5 separate regions of the Zea mays genome follow, and regions 1, 2, 3 and 5 are each linked to region 4. The links are chromatin contacts, called in public Hi-C maps. All regions are on one chromosome and are shown on one strand. Each heading gives the region's core, a stretch centred on a gene start, on an enhancer-like site or on the middle of the called end of the contact. The rest is flanking DNA. Distances are from core to core; before and after follow the strand shown.

Evidence for each region. Hi-C and Micro-C count contacts between places; a contact is called where the count stands out from the background.
Region 1: a Hi-C map of tassel shows a contact between it and region 4, with 2.6 times the contacts expected there. The contact joins the promoter of LOC100272634 here to the promoter of LOC100283490 in region 4. A contact is called at or near these places in 2 of 25 Hi-C or Micro-C datasets (ear and tassel).
Region 2: a Hi-C map of ear shows a contact between it and region 4, with 2.1 times the contacts expected there. The contact joins the promoter of LOC100381818 here to the promoter of LOC100283490 in region 4. A contact is called at or near these places in 3 of 25 Hi-C or Micro-C datasets (ear, endosperm and leaf).
Region 3: a contact with region 4 is called in a Hi-C map of ear, with 2.2 times the contacts expected there. The contact joins the promoter of LOC100285453 here to the promoter of LOC100283490 in region 4. A contact is called at or near these places in 4 of 25 Hi-C or Micro-C datasets (bundle sheath, ear, leaf and 1 more).
Region 5: a contact with region 4 is called in a Hi-C map of ear, with 2.7 times the contacts expected there. The contact joins the promoter of LOC100381538 here to the promoter of LOC100283490 in region 4. A contact is called at or near these places in 5 of 25 Hi-C or Micro-C datasets (bundle sheath, ear, endosperm and 1 more).

What each region holds. Positions count from the first base shown.
Region 1 is chr8:41,781,820-41,784,519 of Zm-B73-REFERENCE-NAM-5.0, reverse strand. It overlaps LOC100272634, which reads right to left and starts at 1,390. Exons shown (of 3, transcript NM_001147096.1): 1 at 1,264-1,390; 2 at 928-1,109. The coding sequence starts at 1,072. LOC103635119 reads left to right here and starts at 1,706. Exons shown (of 2, transcript XM_008657665.4): 1 at 1,706-2,175. The coding sequence starts at 2,035.
Region 2 is chr8:43,406,849-43,409,548 of Zm-B73-REFERENCE-NAM-5.0, reverse strand. It overlaps LOC100381818 (dihydrolipoyl dehydrogenase), which reads left to right and starts at 1,301. Exons shown (of 14, transcript NM_001174613.1): 1 at 1,301-1,384; 2 at 1,878-2,012; 3 at 2,576-2,693. The coding sequence starts at 1,337.
Region 3 is chr8:41,936,947-41,939,646 of Zm-B73-REFERENCE-NAM-5.0, reverse strand. LOC100285453 (GATA transcription factor 22) reads left to right here and starts at 1,347. Exons shown (of 3, transcript NM_001158346.1): 1 at 1,347-1,500; 2 at 1,594-1,692; 3 at 2,619-2,700. The coding sequence starts at 1,438.
Region 4 is chr8:42,496,450-42,499,149 of Zm-B73-REFERENCE-NAM-5.0, reverse strand. It overlaps LOC100283490 (mov34/MPN/PAD-1 family protein), which reads left to right and starts at 1,296. Exons shown (of 14, transcript NM_001156390.2): 1 at 1,296-1,642; 2 at 1,897-1,961; 3 at 2,043-2,115; 4 at 2,354-2,524; 5 at 2,660-2,700. The coding sequence starts at 1,517.
Region 5 is chr8:43,130,027-43,132,726 of Zm-B73-REFERENCE-NAM-5.0, reverse strand. It overlaps LOC100381538, which reads right to left and starts at 1,450. Exons shown (of 10, transcript NM_001174367.1): 1 at 1,308-1,450; 2 at 735-883; 3 at 523-640; 4 at 12-117. The coding sequence starts at 1,378.

The sequences.
Region 1 (2,700 bases), core at 141-2,640, 710 kb after region 4:
TAAAAATAAAAAGCCTGCGTTCACATCATAAAATTTAAATCGATTAAAAAATTTAGATGCGCGTTAGCGAAATTGACTAAAACTTGATGGAGATGATTTTAGTACGTTCCCAGCTACTTCGTATATCTTAGTGTGACCGGTGACGTTTGTTAGAAATAAAAAAAATTATGAGAGACTCAGCTAAATTGCTACATTATATAAGCCTAAGGGAGGTTTTAATAAAACTCTATGGCCTTAGGAGCGGTTGAGAGTGCTTGAGCCTAACCCGGCCCACCGCTACTTTCTTCACTAAATGTGACCAAGTGGGCTTCATGTAGAGAGATAGAAACTAAAAAAACTTCATATTACGGCCAGACCCTGTTTGAAAGACTTCACTTTAAAAATTATAGTTTCGATTTTCCAATTTCACTGTAAAACAACTTCAACAAATTAGTAAGACAGGGTTAAAGAATATGTTTAGCTTGCACATAGACTCTAGCTTCTGTAATACAATGAATTTGTGTGAGTTTTTTTTAATTAATCTTCATGATTAGCGGGTGGAGAAAAAGACATGAATCGACAGGTCACGTAACCAATACTATGATGTGTAATTTTGGTGCAACCTCACGAGAATGCATAAAAACAATGCTTTTGAAGTACCTTTTAAGGAGTTTCAAAAATTTTATGAAGTTGACCTCTAGTTTCAGTTTTTTAAAGATAGAGCTTGTGCAGCTAGACCTGTTTGAATAGAAAAAACTAAAATAGACTCAAAATTATTGAAATGAAGCAACGGGGCCTAAAGTCTACCTGTCAGGTGGTCAGGTCCATATAAAACAATGGGCACCGCATATTTTTAATTTAAAGTCCAACGTAGACATTCAAATTTAAATAGATCCTACCCAGATGCACCGAAAGCAAAGAGTTGAATTGAATACGCAAATCGACTACCCTTGAGAAGAAAAGTGCTAACTATTTCAGATCGCAATATTTGCCGCTGCGTCGTCTTGCATGCAGTTTTCTTTGCGCCGACTGTATCTTGCGAAGCCCCATTGATCTCCAGATCTGATTCTCTTCTATGAGATGGAAGGGTCATCGTGTTTCCCCTGCTGTTCCTTCGTCTGGCGGGATCACTGTGCCATGGAAGAGCATCAAGAACAGAGTCAAATTTAGTTGAGAAAAGGAGGGGCGGTTAGGACACTATCTCGGGGCTATTCGTGCAGCTCATGGAGATGTTCTGCAAGGAAAAAAACCATATCGGTATATTCAGGGGTGGAAGAGGATTACCGCGTGAGGAATGAATCCCGATGCGACAGAACGAGCTTGTTAGGTCGTCGACGACGCTACAACCGATGCGCAACACAAGGCTCGAAGCACAACAGCATTGGCTCCTCTCTCTAGATCGGTGCGTGTCTCTGCGACAGAGGGAAGCTTGTGTGTGAGCTTTTATCGTCAGAAGCTTGGTTCGACTGTTTCTCTCTCTGTGCGTCCCTGTGACATTACGACTGAGAGCAGAGCATCTAACGTAACGGCGCAGCCAGAACATGACTAGGAAAGACCTTGAGCTCAAGTCAATGGCGCCAATAGGCGCGGGCTGGGCTGGCGACCTAGTAGAGATAAGAAAAATCAAAACGCGGTAGGAAATGCGCGTGGTGTATATTCATTCAAATACGGTACAGGAAACGTCATTCTCTTCTATAAAATGCCGGGCTCCACCCTGGCCCCGGGCAGAAGAAGACGACGACGACAACGACGACTTGAGTACTGCCAGCGAGTCGCGCGCACAGCATCGTCCTCCACAACGTGTACAGCCTACCAATATGACCGTGTAAATATTAATTAAGGTCCTCTACTCTTGTTTCCATCTCCGTGCCGCGTGATTATATTGTTGCCTCAAGCTGGGTCCGCCCGTCTTCTTCTTCCTCCTCAGCTAATTTCCATTATTCCGTTCCAATTTCCAACCGCACCCAGGAGCAAGTCTGGGTTCGCGCCACAGTTGGAGTTTCGACGGGTCTCGGTCGGGGGTGGTGCCTTCGTCGCGGCCGTTCGACCTACACCATGGAATCGCCGCAGCAGCAAGCCCCACCGCCGAGCCAGGGAGCTAGCTCTGGAAGCTGCGACGCTCCTCTGCAGCTAGCAGCTCGATATGGTGCCACCGTACCACGTACATCCTCGCCACCTGCCTCAGTCACTCGGCCGGTGAGCTTATCTGCAGCCCATACTAGTTCAAAGCAGTTTCAAATTACAAATTTGAGTTCTTTACAAACTTGCACTTTCGTGCACCCCAATTACAAAGCTGTTTTATGTTGATTAATTAGATGTATTCCAGATTAAATTTCGAATATAAATTATGACCAACAATAAATATTTTAGGTTTCTTTTCCATAACAAATAAACTAACAACTTACCTAACAGCATAATTATAAATATACATCATACATCTACCATAATAGATGACCTAAAGTATGAGGTTAAATCATATAACGCGTACTGATCAGACATACTGGTAGACGAGCACGAGTGAAAATAGTAGGGTCGACAGCGTTGAAGCAGACAAGTAGCAGGGTCGATGACGTCGAAGCAGCATGGTCGACGAGAAGAACGTGAGCAGTCGCGTGAAGATGCTTTTCAAAAACTTTATTCGTCCTCTCCCGGTGCAGGATCTCGAAGGCGACCGATTTCGGACACCTGCTATCTCGATCGCAGATGCATGTCAACAGCCGG
Region 2 (2,700 bases), core at 52-2,551, 910 kb before region 4:
TCGAGAAGGTTGGTTCCGCTCAGGCTGTTCTGCAGGTCACGCTAGGGGTGTGTAATAATGTATGGTGGTTGCCACTGTCGTCGTTATCTGGTCAAATGTACATCGAAAGATGGTGGCGCCAGCTCTCTAAGCTTGCTTGTACTTTTTTTATTAGCCGAGGTTAATGAGTAGAATTGCCTTAGGCGTTGCTTGTTAGCTAGGAATCTGTTTTAAGTAAGGCGAGAGCTGCAGGTCTGCTAAAATTCAACCGGAATATAGCAAGATAGTACATGCTTCTGTTCTGTGGCCTGGTGCTAGATCTTAGTTGATTAGAAAATCTCTCTGAACTTTTGTTTTGTTGATCCTATAATTTTATCATTTAAAGATATTTTAGTAGTTCAATAAAGTAATAGTAATGTTGTATTATAGTAATTAAATATCAATATTGAACAATCGAAAAATAGTGAGAAGATGGAAGAAGCGGTTGCAAGGTGCCTATGGATATATGACTTCTCTTACTTAGAATTTACTGGGCTGGTTTTTTTCCTCAACTAAGTACTTGTGACAGTAAATTTTATACTAATAAGATTAATAATTGTGCTTGCTCTATGCTTTTATATGTTAATTATTTGAGTATTTCTGTTGGTGGCATGGTGCTCACTAATCGGGGCTAGTGGATTGGCATATTTTCTTCATAATTTACTGCTAAAAGGATGATGAAAGGTTCCCCTCTCTCTCTCTCTTAACATGTGTATTGCTTAATTGTATTTTGTTCTTATTACTCTGGTTAATCAGACATAATAAATAGGAACAATATATAGTGTTTGTGTTTTGCAAATATTCTGGCATTGCCTTCAAGAAGGGACAAAGGTAGATTTTTTTATTTTCTTCTTGAAATTATGCTGTTATTGTCGCCAGTGCATTTAGTTTGCTTTGAATATATTGGAAACTATGATATACTATCATTTTTTTTCCTTTCACGTAGGATTATTGCTTTGCTAGTTCTGATGGCTGCCAAAGTCTCGACTTAGTATGTGTTTTTTCTCTTTCACAGTAATGGTTAACTATCTGGATGGCAGTAGGCATATAACCCATCAATTCGTGTCTGGGGTTTTAGGAACTATCCTGTTAATGAAATTTCATTATTGGTACAGAATTCCATGTGTTTTGAACATGGACCTTTATCTATGCTGCCAGCAATTGAACTCACATATTCAATAAGTTTTTTTAATGATTTTTGAAAAAATGTCTCATGTAGGGTTTGAAAACTGCCATAATTGAGGGAGACGTCGTGGGTGGAACTTGTGTCAACAGAGGCTGTGTTCCGTCAAAGGCTCTCCTTGCTGTAAGTGGTAGGATGCGAGAACTTCAAGATGAACATCACATGAAATCACTGGGCCTACAGGTGATATTCTCATAATGGAACTACTGGTTGTTGTGTGTGTTTTTATGTATCAACAATGATTTGCAAAATGCTAGGAACCTCAATGTACAATCATGATGAATCTACCCTGTGCTAGTTGTTTTACAATTGAGTGTTGGCTCATCTATTTGATTGGCCAATTAACAATGTTTCAGTAGATTCTTTTCTTAGCTTAAGAACTGTAATAAATTCAAAGGACACTTTTGTCACAGTAACTCCAGTTTGTAAATGATGTAAGTCAAGTGTTCTTACACTTTTTGAATTTATTATGTTCATCTTTGATTCTTTTCAAAATTTATGATGCCTTGTCTTTGCTCCAAGTATATGTTGGCATATACTGCATTCGATTTCAAAAACAAAAATCAACCCAGAATTTACCTTTTCTCTTAAACCATTAGCTATGATGTGTATACCTTTTCCCTTTGTATCAAGTTATTCATCCCTTGACCCTAATCATTTGTGATGGTTGTAATAGGTCTCATCACCAGGATATGACAGGCAGGTTGTTGCTGACCATGCAAATAATCTTGCATCTAAAATCCGCAGCAACTTGACTAATTCAATGAAAGCTCTGGGTGTGGATATACTCACTGGTATTGGCACCATTGTGGTGGGTCACCTACATCTTTCCTGTGTTTGTCTTAAAAATCAAATATTTTGTTATTAAAATGTCATGTTGGTTGCAAGCATCATCTTGTCCAGGTATAAGACCTCATTTTTCAATTGCTATTCTTAGTTATCAACAGATTATGCTTGGCTAAATTGCAGGGATCTGTATCCTAAGTATAGGCCTTTTCCAAATTATTAAAAGACTTGTACTCCCTCCATTCCAAATTTTAAGTTGTTTTGGCTTTTCTAGATACATAGTCATAGTGTATATCTAGGTGCATAGCAAAAGCTGTTTATCTAGAAAAGCCAAAATGACATACAATTTGGAATGAGGGAGTATATGTTTAGCACTACTATGACAAAATCTGCCAATTTATGTTGCAACTGGGATACTACAATGTGCATCTACCTGAAAGAATTGTGAGCTAGGTATTATTTAAATCTGAAAAATATTTGTATGCTGCCATATAAACATTGAGTTGAGCTATGTCTGCTATATAGTCTTTCAAATGTTGTCTGAGTATCATTTGTAGTGATTAAATATTCTGTTTCTGATATCTGTAGGGGAAGCAAAAAGTGAGATATGGGAAAGTTGGTTTCCCAGACAATGAAATCACTGCTAGAAACATCATAATTGCCACTGGATCTGTTCCTTTTGTCCCCAAGGGCATTGAAATAGATGGTAGTTA
Region 3 (2,700 bases), core at 98-2,597, 560 kb after region 4:
TGACGTCAGGCTTCTTCAAGCCTAAGTTTTATGTTATTGTTATTTAAGCGAAACACGTCATAGATGGCCGTATCGCGTTTCAACCATGTCTCCAGGTAAGTGTGGATTCTAAAACAAAACAAAATAACACAAGTGGTCATATCAGTAAATGTGGAGTTTTCCCTTTTTAGCCTAAAGAAGTTTAGCATTGACGCGTTTAGCTATTTACCTCAACTGTTAGCACGTTGTGCTGCTTGGTTCACCAAAAGTAACATAAATGACAACAATAATAATTCACGCTCGATTACCTGCGGTAATAAGTTTGAATAGATCGGTATTAGTTTCTAATGTGGGATCTAACTACGGTTGAACTTAAACAAATATGATTTAATATTATCAATTCCTTTTTATATTTACAAATGCGTGAACCAAACAATATCTTAAAAGTTTTAGGTACCTTATCCCTGAAACATTATCTTTATCTTCTTCTAATAAAACAACAACCGATAGCCTTACTTTTAAAAAAATCACCACTCAAATAGATGCTAAAAAGGTCAGATACCCATAAAAAAACACTAGAATATTCCCCCCACACAACGATTCTTCGTTGCGGCCTCATTTTTCCTACGGTTGGATTTTCTACGGTTGCACAACTCTAATTTTAAAAGCTCAATGAAGGCGGATCCCTTATGTATATATAGTTGGGTGTTTTATTATTATTTATTTGTACAGAGAATTTTGAGATCAAACTGAACTTGGCTAACTAATAGTGGCATAACTTTTCAAGATTAAAAGGGTACTCTCTGTTTCGCTCACTGAATGCATATGAAAGTGAGATGTCTATGACAGCAACACATTAGTATATTATTTTTTTAGATAATGAAACCATAAGCGTCCGGCTTCTTCCCTCACGAAGGAATACGCAGGGCATAAATAGATGAGATAAACTTTAACATGAACAGTGCTCTGATCAAATCTCGACGCTTAAAACAAACAAAATCGAACGGCCTGACTAATGGTACGTGAGCTATTAGCTATTTTTTTATCCTAAACTACAAGACGTCGTTATAATATTATTAGCTAAATTATGTCCTTTCTTTAAGTATATAGTTGAAAATAATCTGATTAAATGGAGTAGTTTTGAGGTCCCTTTCAGATTTCAGTCATGCTTCAATCAAACCCAGCGATACAAAAACAGAAAAGAAAGAATCTTTTCCAGGGCGGCCGCAAAGGACACGTCACCTCTTCGTCTACGTGATACATGCGTAGGCATCACCGCATCAGAACTCTCAGACTCTAGTACTCTACCACACACACATCCCCCTTCCCTTCCCTTCCCCGCAACTACCCTCTACTCTCTACTGCACGCTTCTACTATCTAAGAAACAACGCACACGGGCCGAAACTAAATTTCTCCAAGCGCGCAATCCTGTCGCCAACCCCGGCCACGGATCGGGGATGTCGTCTGCTGCGGGCCGCGCGCCGGCGCCGACGCCGATGGGCTCCGCCGATCGCTGTAAGGTACATCCATCGGCTCTCGTCTCCGCTCTCTCTTCCTCTCCTTTGCTCCGAGCTCTGTCATCCCGGTCTGCTTCCTGCGACCCGCCGTTGCAGATCGACGGGATCGTGGCGGCGGAGAAAGCCACCAGGAGCTGCGTCGAATGCCGCGCCACCACCACGCCCATGTGGCGCAGCGGCCCGACCGGGCCCAGGGTAAGCTAGCTCATGATCGCCCTCCCTCCTCTCCTCTTGTTAGCCAGGCTAGCAGCTCCGTGCGTATAGCGTTCGTCCGCACCAGATTGGGGATTCCTGGTCGCTGGTTTGGTTGCTGATCTTGATCAACTTAGCTATGTATACACACGACTCCAATAGTCGTCCTGCGTATACTTACTACTCGTTTTTCCTGGTTGTATTGGAGTATATAGGATAGGATATGTGTGATCATCTATCTATTCATAATAACCTTATTAATTTACTACCGACCTCGTATATAGTGAATGTTGGATTCAAATTCGGTCGAGGAAAGCAGTAGGATGAAATGGAGGCACCAAAGACCAAGTCCAATTGGTGCAGTGTGTTCTAATCGGAGACAGCTAGCTAAGAACGATCCAGCCACATTCCACCAAATCTAGCCTGTGCGCCCAAGGTCTTCTAGTTTTTGTGTTTTTTTAATTTTAATTCCATAGGCAACATGCTGACGCGGTACCATCAACGTGAGCTGTCACTCCGAGACAAGCACGCTGTTTGAGGGTCTATTCAGCGAAGTCTTCTTTTGCTCTTACCGGCCAAATGCTTGAAAGTGGATTTGACGATGGAGGAGCTATTTGCATTTGAGATAAATGAAACTGCTCTATTAGTTTTTCATGGAAATATTGCTTTTATATTCATACTAATACTTCTTGACTTGTTGATATTTCTCTCTATCCAATTGGACTGCAAGTTGGTAGTTAGGTGAGCTGTTCCTCCCAACAGTGCTAAAAACCGAGCCAATGATGTGCTGGGAGAAAAAAAAAGATACTTTATCCACTTTGATTCCCCTAGCTGAAAACAGATGATTACATTCAGTCTATACCCTTAAAACAAATCGAATGCAGTCACTTTTTTTTCTCTCCCTTAACTCGTTTCAATTCTGCTGGCAGTCACTTTGCAACGCCTGTGGGATCCGGTACCGAAAAAAGAGGAGGCAAGAGCTTGGCCTAGACCGCAAGCTGCAGCAACAAC
Region 4 (2,700 bases), core at 47-2,546:
TGAAAAAGCTAAAACTTGATTTTTAGACTCAGCTAGTGCTTTTGGCAAGCAAACCCATCAACCAAACAGTTGCATGTCTAGAGGTAGAGGAGTAGACTCCTCACACCGAGTAAGTCTAGCTGAGTATTAGTATACTCAGCCTTGCTTGTGGCATAATTTTTACAGGTTCTCTGGAGGACATGGTTGCTGGAGTGACTTGGCCGTCCATCTTGCCACTGGGTTGGACAGTTGAGTGGGACCCTACCTCGGTTGAGGAGGAGCATGAGGAGTGATGGGACAGGCTTCCCCATCCCTCCATTTATCGTTAGTTTTATTCCGCTGCATTCCGAACAATGATCACTATTTTTGCTAAAACTCCGATGATGATGATGTAATAAATTTGATACTCCTTAATGTATGGTTTTATGCTTTATTGTATTTGCTCTGTGCCTCTCCATCGGGTGAGTATGTGGTACTTGATCCTGTTAGTGGCCTCGTCGGACTAGATCCGAGGGACTGACGAATTATTCCTATTTAAGTGTGGTCTAGCCTCTAAGGCAGGACTTAGGCACTTAAGTTGGAATAATTCGGACGGTTCCGCCACAATCTACTTTGTCTACTTCAATCAAGATCTCTTCCTCGAATTGATCTCTTAATTTCTAAGCGACTCTGCGTTATTTGGAGACACCCCGGGTGACCTACTGACCCGGAGCACCCTAAGGTCTCTCCCCAGGGGACGAGATCTAGGTCATATGAGGAGAAGAAGACGGCCCTGCGCCATCGCGGATCGTCCGACCCAGAGCTCGGACCATTCGGACTGCGTGCAGTGAAGGCGCCGCTTCTGCCGCCAGGTTGCGGGTCGTCCGGCCCAGAGCCGCGGACCGTCCGCGCCCCCGCAGCGAGCACTGCCAGGCAACCCGACGACCCATCGCAGACCGCCACCACAGTTCACCTCACGGAGCCGAACCTAAAGTATTGCTTATCACGAGAAAGCTCTAGGGTTCGTTGCTGTTTGATCCCAAATAGGTGGTGACCATCATAGAGGTGTTACCCCCACATTAAGGATAACCACTTTATTTTACCCTACATCATCTAAAGGTACAAAGTAACGTCAAACGGTTCATTATAGTATTGGGTGACAAAAAGACACCAACAAGTATAAAATCGGATTCTAAAATATATTTAGAATATATTAGAATAGCTTACACGACATGAATTTCTCTCAACGTTTGCTAGTCTTAGACAAAATTTTTTTTTGAGAGAAACTTAAGGACCTTCAAAATAAATAAATAAAAGATTCTTGACCTTTTTAATCCGTCAAACTTAAATTTACCGATCCTTGAAGAGCATAAGCGCCGCATCCGCCCGCAGTCCAATGTGACGACATCACGAGTTCACGACATACTGACATTCGGCAATTCCTTCCCTCCAAACTACCGAAGTCTACTTCCATTCCTTCCTTTCTCCTTTCATATACCCGCGTCGCCCACGAGCCCGCCGTGCCGACAGAGGTGTGGACCTCGCCGGAGCAGAGGCTATGGGGCCACCGCAGCCAGCCAGGCCCGGCGTCATCAACATCGAGGCCTGCGCGCGGCCGATCGCCGTCGACCACCGCATCAGCCTTCCCTACTACTTCCGCATCGCGGGCAGCCTCCTCCGACAGGTCAAAACCCTAATCATCCCCCGGAGCTCACCTGGTTGATCGCTCCTTCGTTTCTAGATCTCATCTCTTGTCGCTTGACGTATAGCTTTTTGGTTTTTTAACGGGCGACTTGGTCGCAGTGGCAGTTCACCTCGGTGGTTTTGGGCGATGAGATTCGACGAATTGGGGATTATTTTTGTTATGTCATTAATGCGATTGCTAAAGTGTTGAGAATTAGATCGTGTTTAATCTTGGTACTCCGATGTTGTTGGCAGGCTAATATATATCGGAACGAGAGTAACTTCCTCGACCTATATGTCATCCTTCTGAGATACTCGAGGTGGGCTGGACATTCAGTCACATTCATGCAGGCGGTTGGTTATGTGTATTAGTGTTATAGTTAACATCTGATTGGTTGCAGCTTGCTGTGTGAAACAATTCCGAGGCATCGTGATTACCATGCCTTCAAGTTAAGAGAAAAGGCATTTTTTGATGTAATTTCTCTCAGCTCAACGTTAAAGATTATTTATATTATTCAAAGTCGGAGAAGTGTACAATTTTGCATGGTTGAATATCACATATCTCTATTTTTAGATATACTTTTGAGCAAGTCTTTTCTGATCCCAGATGTTCTTTTGCGTTCTCCAATCCATCTCTGAATTCCTTTCTTGTGACTGGTCTTGTATGATTTTCCCCAGATGCTTATCTAAAATGAATGGTCTTTTGTTGCAGAAACTTGTTGATGTTATCAAAGAACTTGAGACATTGAAGCCAGTTGTGCAGCGGCAGATTGCCGATCATAACAGAGGAGGTACTGTGGAATCTAATATGAATAGTCTAAATGGAGACAATGGTACAACTCATAGGATAGAGCAGCATACTCCAAGCTCTTATACTCCACAGGTATGCACCGCATTTCCTAGCCTGTAATATTGTGAAGCATTCTGCGAAAAAGAGATGGAGCATATGTAGTATGTACTTTTAGATTCTCATATGCTTTACTTATGTTAAAATTCCTTATTCTTTTTTCTTCTTTAGCCATTTGTAGGTAGCACTAATGGAGCATCGCAAAAATCCTT
Region 5 (2,700 bases), core at 201-2,700, 630 kb before region 4:
GCCGTTGTTACCTTCAAGGAACCACCCATATACAAGTCCTCTAGCGAAGCCTCCAATTCAACAGTGACATCATCACCCTTCAAAATCTGTTCTTCCTCCTGTTTCGGACTTCCACCACTAAAAGAACAGATTTTTTTATTAACAAAACAAGATCTAGTGGTGAAAGATACCTAAAAGATCTAGTCCCTCAAAGGGTGACTAAATCATATAAATTTTACTTTTTGCCCTTTCTTTATTTCAATTACACTAATGGTGAAAGAATACTAATATGGATATTTTAGCCATCTTGTGATTAATTTAATGTGTTTTGAATAGTTTTAGTCCTTAGAACCAAACAGGGTAGAAACTAAACTTTAATCTTCTAACTAAACTTTAGTCCTTGTACTAGAGGAACCAAACGAGAACTGAGTTGCTTTGTAAACAGAGAGCTCGTGTTCGCTCTCTACTATATTAGTTGTCAAAATAAGCTGATGTAATGAACAATAAAAAAACGTTTAATCTAACATGCATTTTTCTACTTACTTGCTAAACACGTATTCGACATCGACCTTCATAGCACGACCCATGTACTTGGCTAAATCCTCCTCACCGTGCCAGTCATCGGCTTTCCTCTTCTTCCGATCCGTCAAGACCTCGTAGGCTGCAAGATGAAACCTCACTGGTCGATCAGGAATGTTCCTTTATCCGGCAGCATATATATGAGCACTCAAATCCAGTCTCCACAGAGTACATACCATCGTTGATCTCGGCAAACCGCCTGCCAGCTTCCTCATTGTTGGGGTTCTTGTCTGGGTGGTATTTCAGCGCAAGCTTGCGGTATGCCCTCTTGATTTGCTCCTCCGATGCACCCTTTGGCACTTGCAGAATCTCATAGTAGCTCTTTCTACACCATTGGTTGCACACACACAAAAAAAAAGGATTATCAGAATGATCAGTACAAACTCATCGATGCTTATAGGTAATACTGTGAAACATCGTTACGGGAGGAGTGGAAAATTGTTGAGAATTTGAGCAATCAGGACTCCAGGAACTGGGGGAACAAAATACTAGCTAGCATTAATGAACCGTAAAAAAATGCAAGAGAAGATATGGAATGCAGAAACTCTGATCATCCATCTGTGGAACAAAGCGAATTTGAGCAGCACATCATGAAAGCCCTTCGCAATTTATCTGAAACCCTTGAGCAAGATGTGGTTTTTTCGTTAACAGATTGATCTGATCTGAGGCTACTAACCGACTAGACGCGCGTGCAGCAGAACAACCCCGGATAACGAGTCGGAATTTTGTGCGAAGGATCAGGGCCGTACCCAGCAAGCGAAGACACCGTTTGGTGCAGGAGGAGGATAGCGAAGAGCAGCGCCACCCTCCTCGCCGCCATTGCTGTTGTTGTAGCGAGCGAACGGACGATCGAGCAAGCAAACGCGTCGACGCGCGGCCCCTTCGGCCTTCGTCTTCCTCCCGAGTGCCGATCGATTCAGCCCCGCGGCTCGAAAGCTTCGATGACGTCTTCGGTGCGCGGCGCGCACGGTCCGCGTGCGTCGCAATGCTGAGTCCTGGGATAATGGGGGTCGCGTGCTTTATTTTGGCCGGGCTCCTAGCCTTTATATATGGCCTATGCGGCCTGCGCCTGCAACTCCGACTCCGCACGGCGTCAACCGCCAAGCGTCCAAATCTAACCGAAATAGACGCCGTGGATCTTGGTAAGATAATCCTTGTATTATAAGAAATCAAACAAATTTGAATTTACTTAAATTTATCAAAAATATATTAATATTCATGATACCGATTAAGTATTATCAAATTAATAATAAATTATATTTTTATTGTAGTTCGAGCCATAGATATTCATAATATTTTCTAAATTTAGTTAAAAAAAATAAAGAAGTTTGACTTAGCCAAACCAAAACTTATTTTTTTTGATAAGGTAGTATTAATGAATGCTTTACATCGTAACATCGCTACCATTTTTTTTTCTAACCATCTAATACCAACATTGTCCATATTATTACAACGCATGTTGATGCATTTTTGTCATTGAGAACCTAGGCTCATTAGCTTTGCAGCCACATAATATGATGAGCGACGAAGCCACGGTGCAGGTAGGCCGTGGGCTCTGGCCTCCTGGCCACCGCTTCACCGGCCGCCATGTAGGGGCAGCCTGGGAACAAAGACCGCGCTTGCGCCGACTGCCCTCCTCGCCGCTGGGAGCCCGAGACGATGTCAGCAATGCCGCCACCATGTCACGCCTGGAATCCCTGGATGGCTACGGTTACAAGTTTAGAAATAGAGATTAAGGAATTGCCTCACACTTAAGACTCGTTCACTTACACTAAATAATATTTTATTATATTCTATATATATAATGGCAAACATATTTATGCATTGCAACATAACATACATCTTTGATTGCTTCAAGAATTACAACTATGAGATTATTTGTAATGGTCATGTTCTAATCTCTGCATCTTTAAAACACCAGTTTCGTGCGTTGTGCATCACGTACGATATGTGTAGGTCTATTTCCCTTCCCTACTTCTCGCCTAACAATGAGTCGTTACTACTACACAGATGTTCTTTGCTTTGAAAAAACATTCAAGCCTAATATACGACAGAAAGCCACACGCAACGCAACGCTCCCACATAGTATCATCTCGCTAGATGAAAGAGGACAAACGATCGAGCGTCATATAAAAAAAGGAG